Linked DNA regions of Sus scrofa: region 1 is linked to region 2. The links are chromatin contacts, called in public Hi-C maps. All regions are on one chromosome and are shown on one strand. Each heading gives the region's core, a stretch centred on a gene start, on an enhancer-like site or on the middle of the called end of the contact. The rest is flanking DNA. Distances are from core to core; before and after follow the strand shown.

The links. Hi-C and Micro-C count contacts between places; a contact is called where the count stands out from the background.
Region 1: a contact with region 2 is called in a Hi-C map of retroperitoneal adipose tissue, with 2.7 times the contacts expected there. The contact joins the enhancer-like site here to the promoter of DLL1 in region 2. A contact is called at or near these places in 4 of 5 promoter capture datasets (fetal liver, fetal skeletal muscle and liver), 20 of 47 Hi-C or Micro-C datasets (alveolar macrophages, brain, embryonic fibroblasts and 12 more) and 2 of 2 datasets of contacts at active chromatin or transcription factors (alveolar macrophages and skeletal muscle).

Annotation. Positions count from the first base shown.
Region 1 is chr1:507,727-510,426 of Sscrofa11.1, reverse strand. No RefSeq gene overlaps it. Among named protein-coding and RNA genes, the nearest start is that of ERMARD, 32 kb to the left of the region's middle. Within about 2 kb of position 1,271, at least 38 of the 83 cell types and tissues checked have an H3K27ac peak or open chromatin away from gene starts, as enhancers often do. A contact at or near this core is called in alveolar macrophages, fetal liver, omental adipose tissue and 3 more, where this site is marked.
Region 2 is chr1:197,407-200,106 of Sscrofa11.1, reverse strand. It overlaps DLL1 (delta-like protein 1), which reads right to left and starts at 1,292. Exons shown (of 12, transcript XM_021085522.1): 1 at 974-1,292; 2 at 1-325.

The sequences.
Region 1 (2,700 bases), core at 22-2,521, 310 kb before region 2:
GCAGCCTTTCCTGCTGCTCCTGCATGCTGGGAATACCGGCCACAGGACACCCGTGGCCAGAGCTGTCCTTGCTGGGCCTGCCTGGCGACCCTTGGGAAGGCCACACTGCTCCTGGCTGGTGCTTGGCTGGGCACACCCATGGCTTCCTCCAGTTTGTTTCCTGGTGACCAGCCTGTTGCTGCCAGCTTGCAGGTGCCTCCCTGCGTCCATCCAGTGGGGTGGAAAGTCCTTGTTTTCCTCAGGTGATGCCACATGCCTCTGCCTCAACCCCTTGCCAGTGGGAGTCACCAATGGAGCGGGCCGTGGCTTCTGGGAAGGACTATGACTTGATCGGCCCTGTCACGGGTGGGGAGCTGGAGCAACTGAAAGATGCCCAGAAAATGCCTGATATTTGCAAGCTTGCTTCAGGCTTTTCTCAGCCCGCTTTTCATTTCTCTGCTGGCCGAATACCTCCTGCAGATGGAGTTACTGCAGGAAGGGGCAGAGGGGAAGATTAGCTAAATCTGTTCTTCACCAAAAGCAACAGCCAGCTTGCCAGAGCCTTGAAGAGCCAGCCTGAGAGGGAGACGGCTCTTGCCACGCCTGGGGAGGGACACGGGTCCGAGGCCAAACCCAGGTTAAGAACGTCACTTACTTTGTGAACAAGCTGCTTAACTCCTCACAACCTGAGCTTTCTGATCTGTGAGGGGCTGGGAATCACGTTGCCTCCCCGAGTGGGTTGGTGGACTACAGGGTGTGGGGTCAGGGGGTACCCGAGGTCCCGGGCCGGTGGCATCAGTATCACCAGGCCCTTCTGTTTCTAGGGGGGGAATTGGGTTTCCTCCACGTGGAAATCAAGCTGGGCGTTTGCAGACAACTTTGTCCCTGACCTAAGCCCGCGGCCCCCAACCCGTGCTCTCAGGTGTAGGGTTTTCAGGGGAGGAGGTGAGGGGGCAGCTGCCACCGCCCAGTCCTCGCCTGCACGTGGGGCCGAGAGTGGCTCTGGTTCAACTGAGCAGCGACCTTGGGATGGAGCGGAGCCTCGTGTGGCTGTGAGCCGCGTCCTGCGTGTCCCCAGGCCCTCCTCTACGTGGGCATCTGCGAGGGTCCGTGGAGGTGCCCCGTCCCGCGGTGGCACCCGCCTTGTTTGCCTTTTCAGTAAGTCGGTTAGGAAGCTGCTCTTAGGAGTAAACCTTGGGTTTCTCGGATCCGGGTGCTCTCGAGCCGTCGGTGTACGGGCTGCCCGCCCCGGCGTCTGCGGTCCCTCCGCGGGACGCGGGGCGGCGCTCTTGAGCAAGGCAAGGCCCGCAGCCCCGAGCGGAAGCCTCCCGGGAATCCAGGCGGTACCTGCCCCTTCCTCCCGCCTGCCCGCCGGGGCCGGGGCGGGGGCTTCGCGCGGGCCGGGCCTGGGCGCGAGAGGGCTCAGGGGGCTCGCATGCTGTGAGGTCCGGGCCGCGCGTCGCAGCGGCGCGGGAGGCCGGGTCTGGGCCACGACCGGCATCATCTGGGTGCCGCCGGTGCGGGACGGGCCTGCGGGGCCCAGACAGCGAACCGCAGAGGCAGGGGCTGTTGAAAGAATGTGGCCGGATCCGCGCAGAACTTTCAGGTGCACCGGCTTCTAACAGCCCACCTTTATCAGCGGCGCAGGACAGTGTCCTCAGCCCGCACTGTGTCACCCAGAGGGCGTGCGGGGCCTCCCGCCGGGGCGTGGCGGGCTTCCCCCCAGCTACTCTAAATAGCAAAACTGGATCCCGGGCTTGCTACCCAGCCCTAAGTGTTAACCTGTAGTCCAGCGTCTGGGCCCCTGGGTGCCTTGGCTAGTGTGGCTCCCAAGTGAACTTGAACCATTTACAATCGATCTAAGATCAAGTGTTGAGGTTTTCCAAAGAATATCCTGGATGATGCAGGGAGTGGTTTTGACTCGTCGCTCAATTCCTTTAAAATAAGAGTATTTTAAGTTCAAAGAAGCCAGTCATAATGCTGAACCCCGCACCACAGCTTCCATTGGAAGCCGGCAGGCACAGGCCCACGGTTTTCAAAGTACCTGGGTGCTCAGGTCCCCGCGACCCCTGGGTAGGACGGCGCCGCAGGGTGAGAAGGCCACGGAAGGAGGGAGGCAGGGCCTGGCTGGTCCTCTCCCTGCGGGGATGGCTCTCGTGTGGGGCCCGAGTGGGCTGTTTCTGTCTCCCGGAAGGCTCTGCCGGCTGCTTGTCTCCAGATGGATCCCCCCAGCCACACCGTGGTGAGACTTCCCAGCGTCCTGGGAAGGCGGGGGTCTGACTGCAGCCGGCTCACCTGAGTCCTCTGCAAGCCCTTCCTTGAGCCTTCCTACCGCTCGGCATGGGCCGCCGCTGGCAGCCGCAGCCCCTGAGTGAGTGTCCTCCAGCCTCCAGAGGCCCTGACTGCCCCTCCCGCTGGAGGACACGAGGTGGCGAGAGGGGAGGAAATTTCCCGGGCCCACCCTTCACGCGACCGAGCATTGGCGTCAGTGCCCCAGAGGGGCCTAGGTTCTTGGATTTCCGCTCACTTCTTGCTTTTTCTTCCCTATAGCAGTTGATGATTCCAATTTCCCTGGCCTGGATGAAAGTTACATAATAAAAGGACATGCCTGGAGTTCCTGTCGTGGCTCAGTAGTTAACGAATCCGACTAGGAACCATGAGGTTGCGGGTTCGATCCCTGGCCTTGCTCAGCGGGTTAAGGATCCAGTGTTGTCGTGAGCT
Region 2 (2,700 bases), core at 43-2,542:
TCGCTCTCTTCGCGTCCCCTTCTTCTTAAGTCAGCAGGGAATGCTTGGGGAGGAAGGTGCCCCCAGGAGCGTGGGCGGGAGAGAGCGGCCGCTTTGCCTCCGGCTGGTAAAATCCGGGCTTCTCTCCTCGAGGGTCCGTCTCCGGCTCCTTTGGAAGCCGAGGTCCCTTAGATCCGCCCAGCGGAGACGATGGCAGCTCCGGGGATGCACGAGAGAAAAAGGCTCCTGGAAGAGACTGCTCCTGGAGCAGCAACTTTCGGTTTTCCCCTCTTTCTTCCAAGCCACCAGTAGGTAGGGGTCGTCTGCTTCCTGGTTTTGTCTTAAGCTTCTTCGCAGGAAAAAAAAAAAAAAAAAAAGAGAAGGAGAAAGAAAGAAAAAGGAAAAGAGAAAGAAAGAAAAGAAAAGGGGGAGAGGAAACGTCCAAATATTTAGCTCAATTCCCAAGGAGCTGCAGAGCTGCCCGCGAGTCCGATTAGCGAGCTGCGTTCTGGAAATCCCACGCGCGAGGCGGTAATCCGAGGCCGGCGAGCACCCGCGGGTGCGGCCCGGCTGGCTCACTCGGCGGCCGTGGTCCGGGAAGCGCCCTGGACCTGAGTCTTTCCCAGGGACCCAGCCAGTGCCATCCAGGTCAACACCCGGGGTCTAGGACCGGGTCGCGGCGAAGGCTGCGCGCCAGGCTGCGCGTCGGGTGCGGCGCCGGCCGGGGCTCCGCGGGCGCGCAGGGGCTCGAGCTCACCCCGCGCCGCCGCCTTATATCCAGCCGGCCGCCCGCATGGCTAATGAGATGCAAATGAGCAGCCCCCCAATCTGGCGAGAGCTGTCACAAAGGAGCCACTTTTCCAAACCCTCCTCTCAATGGCTCGCCAAATGGTCAGTGAGCTGTAAAATGTGCAACCCTCCTCCCCGCCCCCACCCTCCCCGCCCTCGGCCCTCCCCTGCCCCCGCCCCCGCCCCCCCATCCCACGAAACGCACTCATTTACATTCCTGCAAAATGTTCACCGCAAGAATCCCCTCTGCGCCCGAGGCTGGTGCCGCCGCCCGGGCTCCTCGGCGCTTCCTCCCGGCCTCAGACTCGTAGAGGCCCGGGGACGCGCGGGGGCGGCGCTGCGCCCCTGCCCCGCCGCGAGCAACCCGGCGGGTGAGGCCGCGTCCGGCCTGGGGAACTCTCCCGTCGCCGCGGCGCCCGCCTCCGACCCGCTCTCTGGCCGCGGCCGGGGCCTGGGGGGGCGGGTGCGAAGTCCGAGGCCCAGTTCCCGGTGGGCCGCCCCTTCTCCCGGGCAGCCTCTTCCTAAGGAGGAGTCTCCGGGGCGGGGGACCGGGGCACAAGAGGGAGGGGGCGGGCCCGAGCAGTGGGCAGAGGGTGGCGAGAGCGCAGCGGCAGTTTCGGGAAGTTTGGGAAGGTCTGACACCCAGACGTCTCCCGGACGAGGACCGCGACTCCGCGTCTGGGAACGCAGAAGCGAGCGCGGCGCCCCGGGGACCCTGTTGCCTCGCGCCTGGGGTGTTCCCGCACCAATCCGCAGCCGCTGGGGGGCGGGGTCCGGGTAGCGCGTCCCCCACTGCGGGGGGATCCTGACGCAGTAAACTACCGCCTCCCCTCCATCCCCAATACACACACCCTTCCGGGCTCGATTCTCGGCCGCCGCCACCTTTCCGGGGTCCCCAGGACCTCTCTCCTGGGTATTCCCCCCTCGGCCTCCCTCTGCTTGGTAAAAAGTGAGTTTGGTGTGTGTCGTTCGCGTGGCTGTCATTAAGGCAGTCTGTTATTGTGCGAGGCTGAATCAGTGGCTCTTTGTGCGCTCAGCTGTATGGTAATGCAGACCGCACCTGCTCCCCGCACAATGCAGAGAGAAAGAGCTCCCCTCCGCGCGCGCCGCGGCCTCTGCAACAATGTCCGGCACATGTTCTAAAGACCCTCCAGCCTGCCCCCCCAACCCGCAACCTTTGCACAACCATCACCTTATTAGGTTTTTACACGTCCATCAGACACTAGAACTTTTGTTTTCATTTTTTTTAAAGGGAAATGAGTTTATTGGGAGGGCCGAGAACACACGTTTCACACAATGAGGATCTAAATTGCTCTCATGCTTGCGGCCGCGATGCAGAATTAAGGTGGGCCATGGACTCCTACTCTGGCATCCAGCTTCGTGCTGGGCGGCTTCTATCCCACCCATATCTGCTCCTCCCTTGACCTCCCCCTCCCCGACACCTAGGGCAGCTTCATCCGGAGGAAAGGTGTGAGCGCTGGAGTAAACTCCACTTTGTTGGCAGCACAGCTCCAGGGCGCCGGGCCACAACAGCCTCGCTATAGGAGTGCTACAGCCACCTTACTGGTGAGAACGTGCACTGTCCTGGCAAAATGTGACTGTCATTGCAGCAGATGTTCAGATCACAGTGTACCGTCTAATGAACAAGAAGAAGGAAAATTCTCAAATACCAAGTAAAACCACAGTAGACAGCAAATCTAAAAATCAGTTGAAGTCTAGGGCCATCCCTCCACTAGTTAGGCAGCAGGCTCCCGAATACCTGTCAAGATTCAGGATCAACAGATTTTAATTGTTCCACTGCTGCTTCCCGAGGGAGCAAAGAATGAATTGAAAGTAATGCGTGTATAATGTTTAAGGCTGAAGTGAGAAAGGCAGACTTGGACCCCACAAGAACCCCATACAGTTTGGTGCAGAACAAATGGAGACTTCAAA